Regions from separate parts of the Mus musculus genome. Here all the other regions are linked to region 2. A link is a contact called in public HiCAR-type and HiChIP or PLAC-seq data. All regions are on one chromosome and are shown on one strand. Each heading gives the region's core, a stretch centred on a gene start, on an enhancer-like site or on the middle of the called end of the contact. The rest is flanking DNA. Distances are from core to core; before and after follow the strand shown.

The links. HiCAR-type assays count read pairs that join an accessible place to other places. HiChIP or PLAC-seq counts read pairs in DNA pulled down with a chosen protein or histone mark.
Region 1: a HiCAR-type map of astrocytes shows a contact between it and region 2, with 2.4 times the contacts expected there. The contact joins the promoter of Meox2 here to the promoter of Ankmy2 in region 2. A contact is called at or near these places in 1 of 39 promoter capture datasets (second pharyngeal arch cranial neural crest) and 2 of 115 datasets of contacts at active chromatin or transcription factors (astrocytes and large pre-B cells).
Region 3: a contact with region 2 is called in an H3K4me3 HiChIP or PLAC-seq map of bone marrow-derived macrophages, with 8 times the contacts expected there. The contact joins the enhancer-like site here to the promoter of Ankmy2 in region 2. A contact is called at or near these places in 2 of 39 promoter capture datasets (liver and pre-B cells), 4 of 115 datasets of contacts at active chromatin or transcription factors (astrocytes, bone marrow-derived macrophages and forebrain) and 1 of 9 other capture datasets (adipose tissue).

What each region holds. Positions count from the first base shown.
Region 1 is chr12:37,106,491-37,109,883 of GRCm38.p6, forward strand. Meox2 (mesenchyme homeobox 2) reads left to right here and starts at 2,050. Exons shown (of 3, transcript NM_008584.4): 1 at 2,050-2,854. The coding sequence starts at 2,341. Gm29007 (predicted gene 29007) reads right to left here and starts at 262. Exons shown (of 2, transcript NR_166884.1): 1 at 223-262.
Region 2 is chr12:36,154,898-36,158,615 of GRCm38.p6, forward strand. It overlaps Ankmy2 (ankyrin repeat and MYND domain containing 2), which reads left to right and starts at 2,227. Exons shown (of 10, transcript NM_146033.3): 1 at 2,227-2,526. The coding sequence starts at 2,460. Bzw2 (basic leucine zipper and W2 domains 2) reads right to left here and starts at 1,928. Exons shown (of 12, transcript NM_025840.3): 1 at 1,771-1,928.
Region 3 is chr12:35,293,134-35,296,803 of GRCm38.p6, forward strand. No RefSeq gene overlaps it. Among named protein-coding and RNA genes, the nearest start is that of Mir680-3, 100 kb to the left of the region's middle. Within about 2 kb of position 1,613, at least 87 of the 459 cell types and tissues checked have an H3K27ac peak or open chromatin away from gene starts, as enhancers often do. A contact at or near this core is called in adipose tissue, astrocytes, bone marrow-derived macrophages and 1 more, where this site is marked.

The DNA.
Region 1 (3,393 bases), core at 800-3,299, 950 kb after region 2:
ATCAAAATATATTCCGATCTTATATGAGGGATATGTTTCCCACTCTCTTTTGTAATTCTTAAAAAGCCAAGGTTGTGGGTAGTGGCAGAAGAAGTAGTCTTAAGCTTTAAGTCCGGGAAGCCATCCTGCCTGTACCTAAAGCTCCTAGCAGTCACGTACCCCAAGAATGATCAGCGCCCCTTTTCAGGATAAGATTCCCAAATTACAAGCAAAGAACCTTACCGTCAAAGCCTTGCTGCAGGTTCCAGCTCAGCCTCAGACTGAAACGTTGAGCGGCTGGTGAACAAAAGTTTTAGGTTCTTTTTTTTTTTTTTTCCCCTAACGAAGTCTGCAAAACTAATTTCCCTCAAAATAGGGCTCAATTTCCGTTAAAGAAAGCAGTGCTTACAAATCTTGGAATTCCTGATCAACCCCCACTCCACCCCATCTCTAAGTTGTGCAAAACAATTCGACTTTTCACACGGATGTTAAAGTTTGTTTGGAAGTTCCTTTTCTGGAGAACCTCTTAAAATAAAGGGTAACAGACTGAAGATGGCAGAAGGAGCGGCAGAGAGAAGGGTTCTGCCTTGGGGACATTCCTCCAAAATTCATCAATACCTTTTCCTAATTTAAACCAGATGTCTAGTTCAGGTTGCTGTACTCATTAATCCCATTAGCAATTTCAAAGACTTGGCCATCATCTTCTGGTCACCCAGACAATAAACATATGGCAGTTAACCATAGTGGCACACTCCAAGTCCTGAACACCCTAGGCTACTGCAGACATCCCCTTGGCAGACACTTCCTAGATAGGAACAGGCTTTCCTGCAGCCCACTCTCCCAAGCTTGTTGTGGGTTAAGGACAGGACTTCCAGTAGATTCTGTGGCCGCCCAAGCTAATTGCTGTGTCAACCCCAGCCCCTGCTCTCACAAATTCACTGGTGGCAAGGTGTGCAGTTAGTTCATTTCCAGGAGCACAGGCTGTAAACCTGGGGGAAATGAACCATGATAGCAGGGTCCACGCTGAGGGAATGTTAAGTTTGCTATCTGCTTAAAACAGAAAGGTGGTGAGGAATGGAATGTATGCAAGGAGCATTAGCTCTGTGAGCTAAAGAGAGATTTCATTTCTCAAAGGATGGGAGCGGGCTGTGAATTGGCTCCTGCAGGGTTAAGCTAGCTAGGAAGGGTGAAGCTGGGAGCAAGTTAGACTTGCTCATTTGACATTTTTTCGGGTTATTCTTGACCCCCCCCCTCCCAATTTCCTCGGTGAGCAAATGGTGAGAAAATTTCGCGAACTGGACTGGTAAAGAGAAGTAGGGGTGGGAAGAGGGTCAGAAAAAGAAGGAAGGGGGACACCACTTGGAGCAACACTTGTGTGTCGCCAAGGCGCCAGAGCCTACATCCACCTCTGTGTCGCGCACACCCCATTGTATATCTGTCCTTTCTGCACTCAGAGTAGCACTGTGCTAGCCTTGGTGCACAGCTCTACAACCTCCGCCCTGGCTCTAGGTTTTCTAACAATCTATTCTCAGATACCTAAAAGAGAATAAACCTAATGTGTTTACGCTGGAACCGTGAGTGGCCTCTGAGTTTGAAAAGCTCGACAGACTAGGCTCTTCTTCTCTTGAAAGTTCTCTTGAAAGTTCTCTGTGGTCTGCAAAGTCAGGGAGTAGTCAGGGAGCTCCTGCAGGTGACCCCAACCCCCACCAAGGCTGAGAGATCTAGGTTCCAAGAGCAGTGAGCTACTCAGAGACACTGTGTGCTGGCTTAGGGAAGCTGAGTGCCTCTGCGTCTGGCCATGGGAACCTATGGGACAGATTGCGGTGGCCCGGAGCGACTGAGGCTCTGGGAGCACCACTAGCTGTGGTGGAAGCTCCCAGGGCCCGACGGGCGGGCGTTGGGCAGCGGCTCCTGTCCTGCCAGCAATGGGAACTGGAAATGAGAGAGCACGGTGGCGCTGACTGAGCGGGAGTTTTGGAGGGAGTTTGCATGTGGTCAGCGCTGGGCTCCTAAGCCAGCCCCCAGCTCACATTACACTCTATTTATAACCTCTCAGAGCCATTTCCCCCTGAAAGCAGTTCTCTGGGACCACCTTCTTTTGGCTTCCACCTCTCCCACACTTGACATCTGAGCAGCTGCGAAGGAAGCTCCTCCAGGTCCTAGTGTTTATACGTGCAGGAGACTGGCCGCTAAGGCTCAGGACTGGGATTAGCCGGCTCTGCTCAAATGCAAACGCGCGCGGCTTTTACTTTTGGAGTGAGTGGGGGAAAGTCTTAGGATTTCCAGTGAAAAGTGACAGCGCTTGGTGGACATTCGGACCGTCCGTGAAGTCTTCTGCTTGGAAGCCGAAACTTGCATGCCATGGAACACCCCCTCTTTGGCTGCCTGCGCAGCCCCCACGCCACAGCGCAAGGCTTGCACCCCTTCTCCCAGTCTTCTCTGGCCCTCCATGGAAGATCTGACCACATGTCCTACCCCGAACTCTCCACATCTTCCTCGTCTTGCATAATCGCGGGATACCCCAACGAGGAGGGCATGTTTGCCAGCCAGCATCACAGGGGGCACCACCACCACCACCACCATCACCATCACCACCACCAGCAGCAGCAGCACCAGGCTCTGCAAAGCAACTGGCACCTCCCGCAGATGTCCTCTCCACCAAGCGCGGCCCGGCACAGCCTGTGCCTGCAGCCTGATTCGGGAGGGCCCCCGGAGCTGGGAAGCAGCCCTCCGGTCCTGTGTTCCAACTCATCTAGCCTGGGCTCCAGCACCCCTACCGGGGCCGCGTGCGCACCAGGGGATTATGGCCGTCAAGCGCTGTCACCCGCAGACGTAGAGAAGAGAAGTGGCAGCAAAAGGAAAAGCGACAGCTCAGGTGAGTGCGGGCAAAGCAACCCTGGGGAGAGTGCGCTCTGGGCTAGGAAGATGCGGGGAGGTGTGGGATGTTTCTCATAGAAAGACAAACTGTGAAGCTGCTAGCCTTTCCTCGCTCTGGTGGGCGAGTTCATCCATGGAGCGTCCGTCCTGTAATTCAGGAGCACGTGTTTCACTGAAGTTAATATATCTACATCCAGCCGTTCAAAGCCCTCCAAGATCGCAAATCAGTTTTCCAGAAGTGGTGAAGAAAGAGCAAGTGACACTATGCAAAATCGGTTAAGGGAGCGTGGCGGGTCCCTCCACGGGTTGGGAGGGGTGTGCCCATTGGGATGCTGCATCCGCTGGGCATGCATGCCTGCGTGCGTGTGTGCGTGCATGCGGGTTTCCTTGACTTTTCCCTTCCAATTCCCAACTCTGAACAACTCGACTTTTCCTATCCTTAACTGGGTTTCCAAATTATTGCGCAATGCCTTGAACTTTAACTGGATTTGACCAAATACGAGAAAAAGAAAAGGAAAGAAAAGAAAAGAAAAGAAA
Region 2 (3,718 bases), core at 977-3,476:
GACATTAAATATTTATGCTACGATTGAAACCCTTCTGAACACTCTCCATTAGGTATCTGGTTCCAAAATTCAAACTGAACATAGGATTTATCTGCACTTCTGGGTGGGTGTTTTCCTTTGTCCGTAAATATCATCAACTCTAAATGAAAGCCATGCATTCAGAAGACGAAATACCCACCAGGTGCTTAAAACACAACCTAATGTTTCCATCGGTCGAGGAACTGACAACCCCAGGGAGACAAACAGGTGTGACCTTCAAGTAACCATGGCCCAGATTTGGCACCAGAGATGGAAACCCTGGCAGTTAAGTACCCAATTCTGTCTCTGCATCTGATGAAATGATGTGTAGTCACATGGCGAGGTTACTCTCAGGCATTTTCTTAGGTCTGTGGCTACTACCTCTGGCACATTAATTGCTGTGGCGGTAGCATTATGTGTTACACAACACTGGTCACTCTCACAAGCCCTACTGCTTGTTTGAACAGCTACATCATTTTTAAAGCATCATCAAACAAAAGTTTCTTTGTTATATATTGAGATGAATAATTACCAACCATTTTCATGGGAGAATCTATCTGCTCCTCCCTCCCCAAGCTGAAGCTCATGTCTGTCGGTGGCTGTTGGGGGATGGGCAGCGGGAGTTTAGAAAAGATTTTGGTTAAAGATAAGAGATAGGGAACGTCATCTGTGGGTCTCTGAAGTGCTAGTACGCGCTTTGAGCAAAACGAGGTAGAGGGGCCACAGGAAAAGGCATTTCACATCATTCTTGGCACCGTGGAATGAAAGAGCGATCCTGGGGCTACTTAATAAAAACCACCTACATGATTATTCAAGTATTTCTCCCTAGCACAATTGTGTTTTAACGGAAACATCAATACCAGTCTGTTGAGAAACAACAGCAAAACTAAACAGTCATTTCCGAAGAAGCAGTGATTGACGCTGTAGAACGCTACAGATAAGCATCTTGGAGGAATGATTGAATATTTTCTTAAGCGTACCTTGCATCGGAGGCACAGAAAGGTACACACGATATTCACCTCTTATCTACCTACGGTGGACGCTCCAGGAGCCACACCACAGTTGAATGAAGGCTGGATTAAGAAACTAATCTAAGGCTATATATAGACAGCAACACCAATTTAATCCCCGCCCTCTCCAGCCTACCCTCCCTAGTTCCATAAATCCCCAAACCTGAGTTATAAAGACAGGCAGCTCTCTCAGAGCAAAAAAGACCCCCACACCCCAACAAAGTATCAGAGCAGTTGTAAGTCGCTTCTAAATATCCTTAGCGAACACCACAGGTCCAGGTTCCATGGCTTCCACAGAGGGCAAGAAATGACAGACAAGTACTGGGGAGGGCTAGGTTTGCAAAAAGAAATTTACCTTCTCCGAGCCTCTCCCAGTGTCGCTGGTCATGGGGTGTTCCCCTCACCTCCCGGCAGTGGGCCTCCCCGGGGATCGCCACGCACGAGACCATGTGCACCCGCCACTTTCACCGCGTGGCCAGCTTACGGCCGGCCCGCGGTCCCCGGAGCTCTTGGGGCGGACAAACGTAGCGAGGTCTAGGTCTCGCTCGAGAGGCACTAATACACAGTACGTGCATGGATGATGGCGCGGCGCGGGGGCTCCTCTATGAAGAGGAAGGCAACCGCCCCAGGTGGCACATGCTTCCTCCACGCCAGCTCCAGCCCGCTGGGACCCCTTGGCTCGGAGGCGGTCACTGCTCGCTCAACTCTCAGGCTCCCGCCGCCCCACCTGATCACCTCTTACCTGTCCAAGGAGGGAGCGACGACGCGCGAGACTGGTGGCTGCGGCGGATCCTGCAGCAGCAGTGGCGGCGGCAGTGGCTGAGGCAGACAATGGAGGAGTGAAGGACAGACACATTGACACAGACACACAGAACCCGGTGTAGCTCCGCCTCCTGCCCCGGCCCCGCCCTATCCCCGCCCCTTGCCCGAACCGCGCCACTCTTAGGGGCAGTGCAGCCCGTCTAGCTGCATCCCAATGCCTCCGCACGTGCCCACAGAAGTCACTACCAGGCAGAGAACTTCTATCCTTAGAATCCAAGGAACCCTGTGTCCCTGTACTTCTTAATAGGTTATCATGGGAATAGGAAACCTAGAAGATGTATTGAATCCCCTTCCAAATGTCTCCTTTTGGTTTGGACCTCGTAGGTTGCTCCAATTGGAGTCGCTTGCTGCCTCTTGCAGCTCCTCCTCCCGACCTGGCCATTGAGGCGCGGGGGCGGGACTTGTGGAGAGCGCCAGCCCGGCTCGCTCAAGCTCGCCGCACCCGCCAGCCCCCAGCCGTGAGACCCTAGCGACTCTGCCACTTCACTGGGCTGCTGCTCCGGCCTCGAGTTGCCTTGCTGTGGCGGTCTTCCACGACGCATACACGTCTCTTGTTTTTTTAAAAAACCTTTCCAAAGAAATAGAATAAGCGTCAAGCTGGCGGGAACGATGGGTCACATAAAGAAAGGCGAGCTGACCCAGGAGGAAAAGGAACTGCTGGAAGTGATCGGGAAAGGTACGGGTGCAGGGTTGGTATCCGGGTGCTGCACACCTGGTCTCAGGGCATTGAGGAGCCTGGAGCGCGCCCTAGGCCCGGAGGACCTTGGGCAACTTGCAATCCGGAAAAAGCCTTTCTGTCTCTGTCTGGGGACCGATTGCAGGGGCGGGGAGATGGGAGGCAGAAAAATTGAGGCCATCAGATCTAGGTTGCCGAGCTTAGACCTCTAAATCAGCTTTTTGGAAATCGACCGACTGTCACTACACATCTTAGACAGTCACGCGTGGCCCTGGGCGCCTGTCTTTGCGTATGCATGCTTGCCAGCTCATTGGATGTTTTGACCGTAATCAGTCAAGACCGCAGTGGCCTGGTAGTTCTAGGCTCCAAGTCGGGTGTATAAAGGGCCCTTTCGACTTCCGGAGGCTTAAGGATCTGGATCCCTTGCAGATCCCCGCCCCTGCTGCGGGTGGAGGGAGCTTTCAGCAACAGGGGTTCTTTATAAGGGCACAGAACTCGCTCTGCATGTTCCGCCCTGAGCTTTCTGCATCAAGGCCTTCTGTGGCTGGCTTCCTGTAGCCCAGGTCGGCGCAGGCACCCACAGACACGACTGACCTTGGTCCGATGTTAGACCTCAAGTGATCTTGTTGAGCTCCTTGGTGCTTCCCAGTCCACTTTGTGGATTCGAGCCACGCCTCCTCTGTGCAGCTTGCAGGAAGGAAGCCAACTAGAAGCCATGTTTCCCCACCAGTCCCTGAGTGCATGTCCCAAATGAGTTCCTGGCCGCATCCCCGTTACCTGGCAGGTAACATCAGCGTGACCACGTGCACTGTCACTTTGCTGAGAAGAGGATGCGGTGCCTGTGGGCATGATTAATGTGGATGCTTTAAGTGAAAAAATTAAACATGTGCCCTCGAATGACAGAGAAGCCAGACATTGTAATACAGAGCTCCTGGGTTTACAGTTTTCTACTTAGCCAAACTCATCTAGAATCACAGATAGGAAGACAAATGTATTCTTCCTAACAAGGACTGTCCACGTGTCTAAAGAGTATGAGAAGAGAAAACAATGGTTTGAACTCAGCAGGCGACTAGGAACTGATCTCACTTCTAAATCAGTCATGATTCTCACGGTAATCAATATTTGCTGGAAATCTCAGAGCTCTGGGTTGGATTTTTATTCTATGAACTGCATGGCTGTCAATGAGTTCTGG
Region 3 (3,670 bases), core at 363-2,862, 860 kb before region 2:
ATTTATAAACAACTAATTCTGCTACCATCTGTAGCTCTGTGCAGGTCTGGAAAGCCACATCGTGTATCTCTTGACACAAAAGTAGGACATACATATTTTGGAAGAAGAGCAATACTAGTTGAGACTAAACCACTTAGATATACTTTTGTTTTTACCAAAACTGAATTAAAACAAGGAAAATAGTTACCTAGCAACATTTGACATTGAAAAGATTCCATATCGAAAAGTAACCAACATGAAAGGCAAGATAGAAGATAGTCCAAACCTCATCTTGATAAGAGTCACAATTCATAGAGCTGTGTGTATCATGAAGTAGGGAGGGAGAAAAAAAAGATTAAACATACAAAGAAGATCTGTAGAAATGTAATCTGGCATATCTTCAGCATCTACTAGATTTTTTCCTGGATGATAAACAGCTCAGCTAGCTTGAATTAAACTGACAGTTTAATTCAGAGAAGTAGACAATGCTTCAATTAAAGACAGGGAGACAGTTAGCCTGAATGTCCACTTTCCCACATTTTCTACTTGATCAGTTTCTTGTCATTGAAAGAAGTGTGGCTGGTATGTCCATTTAGTACATTTAGTACATTTCCATGCAAAGAGCTCTGGTGGACAAAGCTGGTCATGCTGCTGTCATGTGACTGGGTAGGTGGCTGTAAGGATTCGAACAAAGAGTGGATGTTTACAGCTGGGTTTGGAGAATGTCCAACAAACAGTCTTTGTGTTCACATAGCTTTGTTATGTTTCCTTTCTTGGTTCCTTCCGAACAAGCCATATAAAAATGAAAGGACAAAGAATTGTATATGTATGTGTGTGTACATGTGTGTGTTTGTACACATGTCTATGCTACGTATGTGCCTACATGTGTATGTGTGGATGACAGAGGTTGGCATCAAAATGTCAAGCTCAGTTGTTCTCTACCTTATTGTCTGAGGCAGGGTCTCTTCACAGACTGGCTAGTCTGGCTGGCCAGCGAATCTTGAGACTTTTCCAGCTTCCCCTCCCTAGGCTAGGGTGGCAAGTGTCTCAGCACACCAAGCTGTTTCACCTGGCTGATGGAGATCTGTACAAGGTTTTTACTACCACGCTGTCTTCAGGCCCAAGACAAATTTTAAGATAAAATGTCTGGTAGGGTTGCTATTGATAGATTAACTGTAAAGGATGTTTTTAAGTATGTGGGAAGTGTGACCCATTTCTGAGAATATGCAGAAATATTTATCTGGTGGAGCATGGAGGTTTTTTGAAAATTTCACATTAAGTCACTTGAAAACTTTTTATTGTATTTTTTTCCAGTAATTCTCTTTGTTCCCTTTCTCCTTCCCTACCCCCTGTTTCCTTTTTCCTAATTTTTCCTTCCTTACTCCTTCCCTTTCCCACCTTTTCCCTTTTCATTAACTAATTAATTTATTCATTTTAATACTCTAATCATAGACCACTGCCCTCTTCCTGGTCCTCTCTCACAGCCCCTCCCCTCACCCCACTTATCCCCTTCTTTTTTTTCTTTTCCTTCTCCCCTCCTGCTTTAGAAATGATTTAACAAGGTGATGCATCTTTTCTTTGTGGTAAACAGCTCAGAGTATGTGGACAGAATACTTGGAAGGAAAGACACTAATGACATGGCATATTTGGGGCTTGCTGAACTTGTAAGCATGTTTGGCTTTCAGTGTGTGCCCGATCATTTTGCAATAGTCAAATGGCATTTTTGGCTTGGTTACTTTTTCAGTCTGAGTGCTTGTGGGTTTTTTTTTCCCCTAAGCTTTTTGTTGTTTTGTTTGTTCCTGTAGCTATGGCCAGAGTTACTCACCACTCAGTAGAATAACCTCCCCCATATTTTAAAGGAACCACAGCACTCCAAACCAATTAAGGAACAGAAAACCCAGTGAAGCACAACTGCTCCCAGGCTTGGCTCTGTTTATCTCTCATGACCTTGCTCTAATTTGCTCTAAGGGAACATAGCATACCCAAGTTAGCCTGACTTTCCCTCTCCCTACAACATGAAAGTATCATGCAGTGTCCCTAGTTAGAAAAAAAAAGTCTCATTGTCCAGTAATATAAAGAAAAATTAGGCTGGGCAGTGGTGGCACATGCCTTTAATCCCGGCACTTGGGAGGCAGAGGCAGGAGGATTTCTGAGTTTGAGGCCAGCCTGGTCTACAGAATGAGTTCCAGGACAAAGAAACCCTGTCTCAAAAAACCAAAAATACCAAACCAAACCAAAATAAAACAAAATCAAAAAATCAAAAAGAAAAAAAAAGAAAAATTAGAAGGTTGAAAGTAATACAGAAATGCTTATTGCTTGATTTTGTCTCTCCTGGCACATGGTGGGGGGACATCCTTTGTGTTCATCACTATATTAAATGCTTTATCATATGGCCAGCTAACATAATAATGAAATAAACCATTACTCTTACTGATCCTTCTTAGCTTTAGTTTTATTCTTTTATGTTTATAACTATCTAAACAGTCCTATAACCTCTAAGAAAATAGAAGCAGTCATTAAAAGGCTGAAAAAAACAACAAAACAAAACAAAACAACAAAAAACCCAGGGCCAGATGATTTTAGGGTTTTAGTGTAGAAGTCTATCAGACCTTCAAAGAAGACCTAATACCAATACACCTCAAACTATTCCACAAAATAGAAACAGAAGGAACACTAACTAATTATTTTTATGAAGCCACTGTTATTCTGATATCTAAACCCAACAAAGAAAGAGAACTTCAGAACAATTTCAGTTATGAACATCAATGAAATAATACTCAAAAGATTTCTCACAAACTGAATCACAGAACACATCAAAATGATCACTTACCATGATCAAGGAGGCTTCATCCGAGGGATACAGGCTAGTTCAATATACAGAAATCCATCAATGTAATCCTATATATATATTTTTTTAAAGAAAAAATCACATGATCATCACAATATTTGCTGAAAAAGCATTTGGCAAAATACAATATCCCTTCATGTTGAGAGTATTGGAGAGATCAGGAATTTAAGGCCCATACTAAACATGATAAAAGCAATGTACAGCAAACCAATAGCCAATATCAAATTAAATGGAGAGAATCTTGAAACAATCCCACAAAAATCAGGGACAAGACAAGGCTCCAATCTATAGTACTTGAAGTTCTAGCTAGGACGATAAGACAACAAAAGGAGATCAAGGGAATACAAATTGGAAAAGAAGTCAAGGTATCACTATTTGCTGATATTATGATCGTATACATAAGACACCTCAAACATTTTGCCAGAGAATTTCTACAGTGGATAAACAACTACAGCAAGGTGGCTGGATATAAAATTAAGTCAAAACAAATCAGTAGTCTTCCTTTATAAAAAGGATAAATGCTCTGAGAAAGAAATAAGGGAAAAACACCCTTCAAATAATCACAAATAATATAAAATATCTTGATGTAAATCTAACCAAGGAAGTGGAAGATCTGTATGACAAGAACTTTAAGCCCCTGAAGAAAGAAATTGAAGAATATCTCAGAAGATGAAAAAAATTTCCCGTGCTCATGGATTGGTAGGATTAACATAATAAAAATGGCATAGTACCAAAAACAATCTATAGATTCAATGCAATCCCCATCAAAATCACGACTCAATTCTTCACAGAGATAGAAAGAGCAATTCTCAATTTCATTTGGAATAACAAAAAAACCCATGA